Linked DNA regions of Anas platyrhynchos: region 2 is linked to region 1. A link is a contact called in public Hi-C data. All regions are on one chromosome and are shown on one strand. The core of a region is the stretch at or near the end of the contact, and the rest is flanking DNA. Distances in the headings are between cores, read along the strand shown. Region 1 has its middle 78 kb from the start of GJA1. Region 2 holds the start of GJA1 (gap junction protein alpha 1).

What was found. A called contact is a pair of places that touch in the nucleus more often than the background predicts.
Region 2: a Hi-C map of small yellow follicle shows a contact between it and region 1, with 4 times the contacts expected there. The contact joins the promoter of GJA1 here to the enhancer-like site in region 1. A contact is called at or near these places in 2 of 8 Hi-C or Micro-C datasets (F5 follicle and small yellow follicle).

Annotation. Positions count from the first base shown.
Region 1 is chr3:67,674,577-67,678,811 of IASCAAS_PekinDuck_T2T, reverse strand. No RefSeq gene overlaps it. Among named protein-coding and RNA genes, the nearest start is that of GJA1, 78 kb to the left of the region's middle. Within about 2 kb of position 2,666, at least 4 of the 8 cell types and tissues checked have an H3K27ac peak or open chromatin away from gene starts, as enhancers often do. A contact at or near this core is called in F5 follicle and small yellow follicle, where this site is marked.
Region 2 is chr3:67,752,308-67,756,810 of IASCAAS_PekinDuck_T2T, reverse strand. It overlaps GJA1 (gap junction protein alpha 1), which reads left to right and starts at 1,719. Exons shown (of 2, transcript XM_005017369.6): 1 at 1,719-1,969.

The sequences.
Region 1 (4,235 bases), core at 1,417-3,916:
CCACTTTTTATTTATTTATTTATTTTTCCCTGGACTTTTGAAAGTAATGTGGTGTTGTACAGTAAACTACAATCTATTTTACTTAAAGCAGTACAGAGGAAGGACTTTTGCAGTTGATGTCAATGTCATGTTTTTATAGTTTTTATTTGTTGTAAACCAAAGCAACTATCTCGAACTTTGTTATCATTAATGAATGGAAATACTGCAGAAAATCCTCCACTATTTTGAATGAAAAAAATGTGACATTTTCAAGCTTTCGGTTCTTTCTGCTTTTTTTTTTTTTTTTTTTTTTTTTTTCCCTAAGAATAAAGCTTGTTCTATGCTTAATACTATTTTCAATATTTCTTTAATAGGAGAGGAGATAGTCCAAGCTGGATGTGTAGATGCAGTCACAAGCTACACCACTTTCATATGATCACAGGCATTTTGTGTCCCCTGGCACACCCCTTGAGAATCCCTTAGCGCTTTAAACCCATCCATCCCTAAAGTTATTGCCATAGAGTTTCGGAGTCAGATGATGGAGACATGGGAGGTCCACCCCTGAAAATGAAGTGGGAGAGGAAGGTGTCTGGCAAATAAAATAATGGTTGGAGAAAGACTGTTCTTGGAGACTAATAACTGTATGAAGGATGATCACACACTCCCACTGAAGCCAACAACAAAGGCTCAGTGAGGAGGTTGATGTTGTCCTATGAGCAGGGGTTCACCCTGCAGTAATAGTTTGAGAATGGTTGGTACAAAGTAGCATGAACTACTACAAATCAAATTATGTAGGTAAGTTCTTTGTATAGGCAGAGTTTTATATGCTGGTTGAGTCAGCTGTTCTGGACAATTACTTTTAAAGAGAGGGACAGGCACTGAGTCACATTTGTGCAGCTGAATTTGTTGCAGGACAAGTTGCTTTAGGCACCCTTTGTGCATTGTCAGCCTTTTTTGCATCATACTCAAAGAACAGACAGATTGGTGTTTGCAGAGGTTGCAACTAATGTGTTAAATACACTTAAGACCCATAGCTTATTAGTAAGGAAATTAAGGATCATAAAATACAACAAAAGACCTAGTGTTCAGCAAGGCAGCAACTTCAGCAGCTCAATGTTAATATTATGAATAGTATCAAAGAACTCTTAGTGAAAACTTAATGACTGTTACTTTAATTTACCAGCAAAGCTCTTGATCTAAAATAATTTCTGATACTTTTAAAAAATCTTAATTAAAACTGCTATACAGTTCTGATATATAAGAAAATATGACATCACTAAATTTGGTTGATATGGAAAAGTTAATCAACTGGCACTTTTGGTGCAATTGGATACAGGCTGTAAAAGCAAGCCATAACAAACTTAACATTCAGCCTTCAAGATTCAGGGTTAAATTTCCCAAACTGCAGCTCACACCTGCAGATCATCCTCATGCTTGCAAGAACATGCCACTGCTTTCATGTTCCTTAATTTTTTTATGGATATAATTTTCAAGTTATGGATCTCACTAATCCGCAAATACTGCATCAGACAAAGCAGATAGGAGCAATGACTAATGCAATAGTGATTGCTCACAAAGAAAGAGAAGGGATTAAAAAAAAAATCCAAATGATTTAAAATTTATTAGGAAATACAGAAGGAGAATGGCAAAATGGGACTTAAATGCAGAGAAAAATTTCAGGATGGGGAAGGTTCATCATTTGCCTGGCATCTGCTTGGGAACAGCTGTCTGCAAAAGCCCTCTTGTCTCTACAACCAGGAAGGAAGTGCTCCTCAGGGATCTTGGCCAGATGTAGAAAAACAAGGAAGAAAAGATAGGGGAAAGCAGCTGCTCACTATTTAGCAGCTGAGGTGAGAAACCCATGACATGAGCTGAAAATGAGGGCTCTCCTGGGAGAGGACATTCAAGTGTCCAGCCAGGACACTCTTGACTTTCTGCCAGTACATTTATGTCCATTATGCAGATAGGGAAATGGTGTAACAGGGAGACTCCAGGCAGACAAATCTTAGTGGAAATGGATCACTAGCTACTTAGTATATTTTATATGAATGAGTTGTGTCAGGAGAGTCCTTTTACTGGAGGATGCCCTGCAGTACCTGAGAGTGACTGGAGTGTTCCAATAAAGTGCTCCAGTTTCCTTCTCCACTCAGTAAATATAACCTGGCTATACTACCCTGATATCAAAAGGCCCAGTGGGAGTATAGTTGTAAACCTTATAAGACCATTTTGGTTCCTATGTTAGGATGATACTAATTGTATAAACTGGCCAAAGTTCTTGTACTTTCCTGTAACATAATACCTTCTACCAGGCACTGCATAAAGCCTGTTTTTTCATGAGTCTACATAGAAACTTCTTCAATAACTAGCTTATTTTTATGAACTGCTGGTATTATTTGGATATCTTACAGCTTTTCAAAATATTTTCAATACATCAAGAGTTCTACTGGTGAGATACCTGCAGGAATATACTTGGGGAAACCTAGCTGCACATGGAAATGAATTTGCAGGAGGCTGCAGCTCTGAACAAGGTTAGGGGCACTGGCAAGCACAGTTTTGTGGGGCTGGCAAAATGGCTCCCAGTAACTGAGCAAGGTAGTGGGAGAACCGTAAAGGTAACGCAGGTCTGTCTGAATGTGATGCAGTCATAGCTCTGTCTGCAATGTAGACATGCCTTTGCAGTGACTGCTTCCTACTCCACACGCTAAAAAGCAGAAGAGTGGCGTCTACAAGTCTGTCTGTGGGAAGGAGAGAGAGAGAGGGACTCATTAAGTGTTATTATCTTGTGAATAGACTTGGTTAGACAAAACAATAGGATAGCTGATGCTTAGGGGAAAGCTCCTCTGTGACGCGTTGGGGTCTATATCATTAACATTTCTTCAGAGAAGGAACTAAAGAAAAGAGTGCTGGCAGATCCCTTTGAAAACAGAAAAGCTGAAGAGGGAATACAGGGACACATGGGCACAGGAAATACGGACATTATGTAGAAAAAAGAAGTGGTACTTTTCCACGAGGAAAATGCTTTTTTCAAGTTCGTTATTGAATTGAAAATTCAATATTCAATTCAATTCTGAAGAACCAGAGAAGAAATCAGGTATTTGGAAAAATAAAAAAAAAAAATAAAGACAGATAAAGAGCAACGAGGATGATTAAAGATGTCCCCTGGCTACTCAAAAAATGTAAGAAAGCCAAAACAAGGAAATATGTATGATTTTGTTTGGACTGGTATATTTCCCTTGTTAAAAAAAAAAAAACAAAGGAATCCTTAGAAATTCCCTGTAATCAGAAGTTTTCAAATATACATAGGCTTACAAAGTAAATGGAAAATGTAACATTCTAACAACACTGGAGCTGTGGGTTGAGATGCAGTGGAGAGTCAAAGGTGTGTATACCTATGGGTGGTGTTGAGCTGAGACTGATCTCTTTGCTTTAATTTGCAAGATGAATAAGATAGAGGGAAAACTCTCTGATAAAGAGCTTGGAGACAATATTTGTTGCTTATACCCATACTGGTGCTACTGAAGGTCTTTGGGATACAAAATTTGTCAGACTGCAATTATAGGAGCTCTATGAAAGCACTATACAACTTGGATAACAATAATAATACTATTGAAACCCTCCCATAAACAAAACAAATATATTAACAAAACACTATTTACAGCAATTTGAAACAAATGAACAAAAATCCCACCCTAACAGACAAGAATTCATGACAAATTTCAAAATAAAAAACTAGAATTACAAAACACAGAAAACACAGATACTTTTTTTTTACCTGGTGTTAGTATTTAATCTGTTTTGTTGGTTTTGACACCCTCACAGTTCCTGAAGGAGAAAACAGAAATGATGCTAAAATGAAAATGCTCTGCATACTTTCAGAAGTGAAGGTGTATTAAAAAGACAAAGGCCACTTTTGTGGTGTATGAATTTATCACATTGAGGCTCCTCTTTTGTGTCTCCTACTTATGACACCATCTTATGAATTTACAGCTGACAGACCAGGGTTGTCTGGACAAAATCTTCCTTAATATCATGTTTGTTATCTGATCTTCCACCTCCGAAGGTATCTACCCACAGGTACTGCTGAAGGACATTGCACCAGCTAAGGCAAAAATAAAGACTTTGTAAGAAAATGGCAAAAGACTGTTTAGGAAAATCAGATGGCCATCTAACATACCAAAGAGGAAGGAGAAAAGAAGACAAAACAAGCTGATAAAGAGGATGGTTGAGGAACGTGGTTCTTCAGCCCCAAGTGGGAC
Region 2 (4,503 bases), core at 470-2,969, 79 kb before region 1:
GTATATTACATTTTAATTCTGAAGACGGTCCCAGCACATTTTAAGCACAGAGCTCTGTTTCTTCCTTTCCACTTTCCTTTTCCTCAAGCTGTAAAGAGAAAAAGACACCTTAAAACAACACTCAGAGAAGATGAAGAAAAGGTTTCTTTCTGCCATATGGCTTGGCCAAGCCATAAACTTTAACACTTTTGTGTGTGTGTGTGCGTGTGTGTGTGTGTGTGTGTGTGAAAAGGAAAAAATGCTGTCAAAGCTAACAGCCAGAATCAAAGCAAAAGGGGGCAAGCTGGGGAAACAACCATCTTTGTCTGTAGCTGGAGGAAGGAGAATGGAGGGTGGACACTTCTAGTGTACTGGCTCTTCTTCTCAAACAGGAGGCAGTGTGGTCTTCTGCAAACGACTCCAGAGCAAGAATAATGATTGTGTGCGTCTTTCGCAGCTTCAAAGCTCCCTGCTGAGTGCCTTTCTACAAAGGTCTTGTCTTAGTTCTCTCATCTAGTGAGTTCAGAGTGGAAAAAGTTTAGGCACAAGCTGCGAAAAATGAGCAGGAATATCTATGCTGTGCTATAGAGTGTAGTGTTCTTTACCTCAAGAATAAATTGTAAATGAGGACCTTTACTTGGGAAACTCTCAATGGCCACTACTGGACTTCTCACCTTTCTTATAACCTTTAAAAAGAAAACAAAAAACACTCTCCCATACTAGTTAACATGGATGATCCCAGAAATATCCCATTAGAATAAGAGGAACTGAAACTCAAACAAGGCTGGTACGATCCAAAATGCGAAACTTCATTAAGAACTATCAAACCACTGACTGCGTCTAGAAAAGCTCTTAAGCAACCCTGCAGAGGAGCTAATGCCCCATGACACGCAAAGTGTAAGACCGATTCCTAACATAGTTTGGACTTCATGTGTGAGGAACTTAGCACACACACCGAAATAAATTAATCTCTCTTCTGCAGAAGAGGCTTTTTGCAGGGAGCATTTAATCATGGACTGGTCAGGAGCAAAGCCAAACCAGCTTCATTCTGACTGAATAGATCAGCTTTGGAGCATGCTTTTGTTCTGTAAAAATGAGTTGAAAAATTATCAGGAGCATTTCTTCCCACTGTTTAACTCTGAATTTCTGAACTGTGCTTTATTTTCTGAAATTTCCTGGAAAGAGTTTCCTGGAATGTGAGATCATTTCTTCATTTCTCCCATGGGATGCATGCACACACAGACACACAAGCAACAGTTAAAAAATGTGTGATGGATATATCCCGTCGAAACAAACACACCGGTCCTTGCGTGTACTTTCATGTCTGCACGTAAAGGAAATGGACCCGAGTAAACAAAGTGATACTAACAACAAAACGTAAGGGGACTTGAGAGGGCTTTCTCTCCACACAGTGATCAGGAGACGGCGACAGCAGCCGGGCAGCCCAGCCCTAGCACCCGGGAGGTTGACGCCGGTCCCCCACCCGCAGCATCTTCCCTGTCCCGGCCGGGCTTGGGCCAGGGCGGGCCGGGAACCGGGAGCTGGGGAACGGGGGCTGGGACCCGGGGGCCTGCCCTGGCCGCGGTTTTGTTGCATCAGCAGGAGCCGACCTGAAGGAGCTCACGCTCTCCTCCTGGCCGTCCCCGTTTTTGCTGTGCCGTCAGTTCTCGCCCTCCTCCCCCACCTTCCTCCTCTCCATTTGCAGAGTGCCCCTCCTCCTGGGCTGCTACCCCTCCTTTTCCCCTCCTCTTTCACAGTCAGAGGCTTGAAAACTTGTTAAAAGCTCTCCCAGTGTTCCAAGTTAGAAAAAACTTTTACGAGGTATCAGCACTTTTCTTTCACTAGTGGGGAAGGAAGGATGAAAAATACAAAACAGCAGTAGACTTTTAAAGTTTAAATAGACAGGTCTGAGTGCCTGAACGTGCTCTTCCATTTTACTTTAACCCTCCAGAGAAGTATCCTGATCCAGCTTCACTGCTGATCAGCAAGGGTAAGTTGAAAGTTTTCCTTTCTCATCTTTTTGTGTATACGTTTTTTTTCTAAAAACTTTTTTTCCACTCTAAGAACTTCGCGTTATTTCGCTGATGGTCGAACTTGTTAGGGAAAACAGAACAAAACAAAACAAAGCGTGCGTGTAAGTTTAAACTTACAGGGATCATTCTTTGCTTCCTTTTGTCATATTTTTATACATTTCTGAAAATACGACCCGACTACAACTTCTAACCATGCGCCACTGAGAGAGGAACTGCGGTGAAATTATGCCTGCACAGCTGGGACACAGACTTGTTGCTCATGTTTCAGAGAAATCACTGCTGTGTGCTTGTCTCTGCCTAAATGAGCTCCTTTAAAGAAAAAAAAAAAAAGAAAAAAGAAAAAAAAAACACTTAGGTGCTCTTTGCTCTTCTCCGTTGCACTGAAATCCCACCAGAAGTTTGTAGCAGTGAGGCTTTGTCCCCAGTGTGCCCCACTTACACCCCACTCATTTGGCTTCCCTATAGCAGCCCCGACTGATGCCGACTCGCTTGTGCAGAGCAAGGTTCTTAATTAGTTGCTTTGTTAAATGCAGCAGCTACCAACGTGGTGACTTTCACGTGGTCTTTCTGATGATTTTTCCCCTTTTCTTTGAAAACAGATGTGATAAAAGCCAGACGTGGGTTACGGAGTTTTAACCTAGTTTGTATATAGTTACTCTGTTTTAGCAACCTCAGTAAAGGGATTTTAGGGAAGGAATGTGAGATATCATGATATGCTTTACCACGTTGGCAATGTCTGTGAAAGTCTTGGGTGGATATAAATGAAAGTTGTCTAGGAAGAGCTGTGAAAGAATATACACAATATGTGTCATAATCCCAATATGACACATTCCTTTTATATTACCTTGAAGGCTTAAATACTTTCAAAACGTGGGGAAGAGGAATGCTAGAGCAGCATCTCTTGGCATACTCACAAGTTTTTTAAATTGCAATACTTGGATTGATTTCGTATTGCGTTTGTTGCTTGCTGCTTGCAAACAGTGAAAGAACAACATGGAAAAGGAAACAGCAGGAGAAAGGACCTTCAACTGAAATATGAAGCGCGGGATCTATCTTATCAAGTAGCATGCTCTACTCTCTAAACAAGAATATTGTGTGCTTATGTCTGTCCTTAGTTTTGCCTCATGATAACCAGCAAGCCATATGTAGGGGCATATTTTGTCTGAGGAGCTCCTTTAGACTTTTGTACATGAAATTCCTGAAAGCCTATGGTAATGGGGATAAAAATGTCCTACGAACACCTTGTGCCTGATTTCTGTGTGCGCTTGCATGTGCGTTAGTGTATAGGGAACAAGTTGGAGGACTGGTGTGAAGCTTTCATCCTGCCATTTTTAACATCTGGACAGCACACTACACTGGAGTATTTAAGCCTCTAGTCTTTGAGATGTTTACTGAAGTGTTTCCTTCAAAAACTTCAAAGCCAAACACTGGCACTGACCCATGATACCTAACAAGCATACAAATGGGAGAAGGGTGAGCGGCAGGCTGAGTTCAGGAGGAGGAAGAGAGGGACACAAGGGATTTAATTTGTGACATAAATCTGAATGCTTATATGCTCAGGAGTGCAAACAGATTCAACATTGCAAAGTTATCTCTGCTTCCACATAATGCAAGCCTACAAGATTAGTCTTATTTGTCTCTGTTTAGGCCAAGGATTCTTGTGGGCATGGGGAAGGTTAGATGACATTGAGCAATATCTGTTTCATCAGATACATTTCTCTCCTTCCTCAGTCTCTGGTACACTCCACCCCATCTTTCTTTCCCTCCCCCCCCCCCCCAGATATTACCCACAGAATATATCTCTCATGGAGGCATCTGGTCTGTTGCTTATTCTATACACGTACTTGTTAGAGTTACAAATTTCAAAATCTGCAAGTATGAACGTCAGAGGGCCTGAGGCCCCCTCAAGGAATTCGGCATTTCTTTTAGTTCCAGTGTGAGTCAGAAGAGGGATGAATTTGGGCAATAACGTAGAGGGTAGACGTGACCTGTACCACTAGAGAGTGTTCAAGAAACTGCTTCTGGCTGCTTTGGGTCCTTTTGTAATTACATTTTAGAAGTGAATTGGCAGTAGAGAATACTACATGGGAGAGGCAAAGTCTATAGGGAAGATCCACTGGTGTCTGACCACCAACAATACCAACAGACAATGAAAAAAGCAGACAGCTGAGGCACTTGAAATTCTACTTATTGCAGCCATTTAGAGTATAACCTTAGTCCAGCAGATTAAATGAACAGCACCTTTCCAGGGGAATGTCTAAAAGACACTTGCTAATTTTTGTGAGATATCAGAAAACTATCTTTCGCTATTGCAACCCATCTAAATGTTTTCAGTTGTACATCTCACTTGATTTCTCTCCAGTGCTGCTTACTTTTGGGAAATGATCACGTTGGTTGATGTTCAAGGTCCAGAAGCTTCTCTTTTGCTGACTACTTAATTTTTATGTGTGCTTAATTTTTTATAGGAGAACAAAAACTTTGTTCTGTTTCT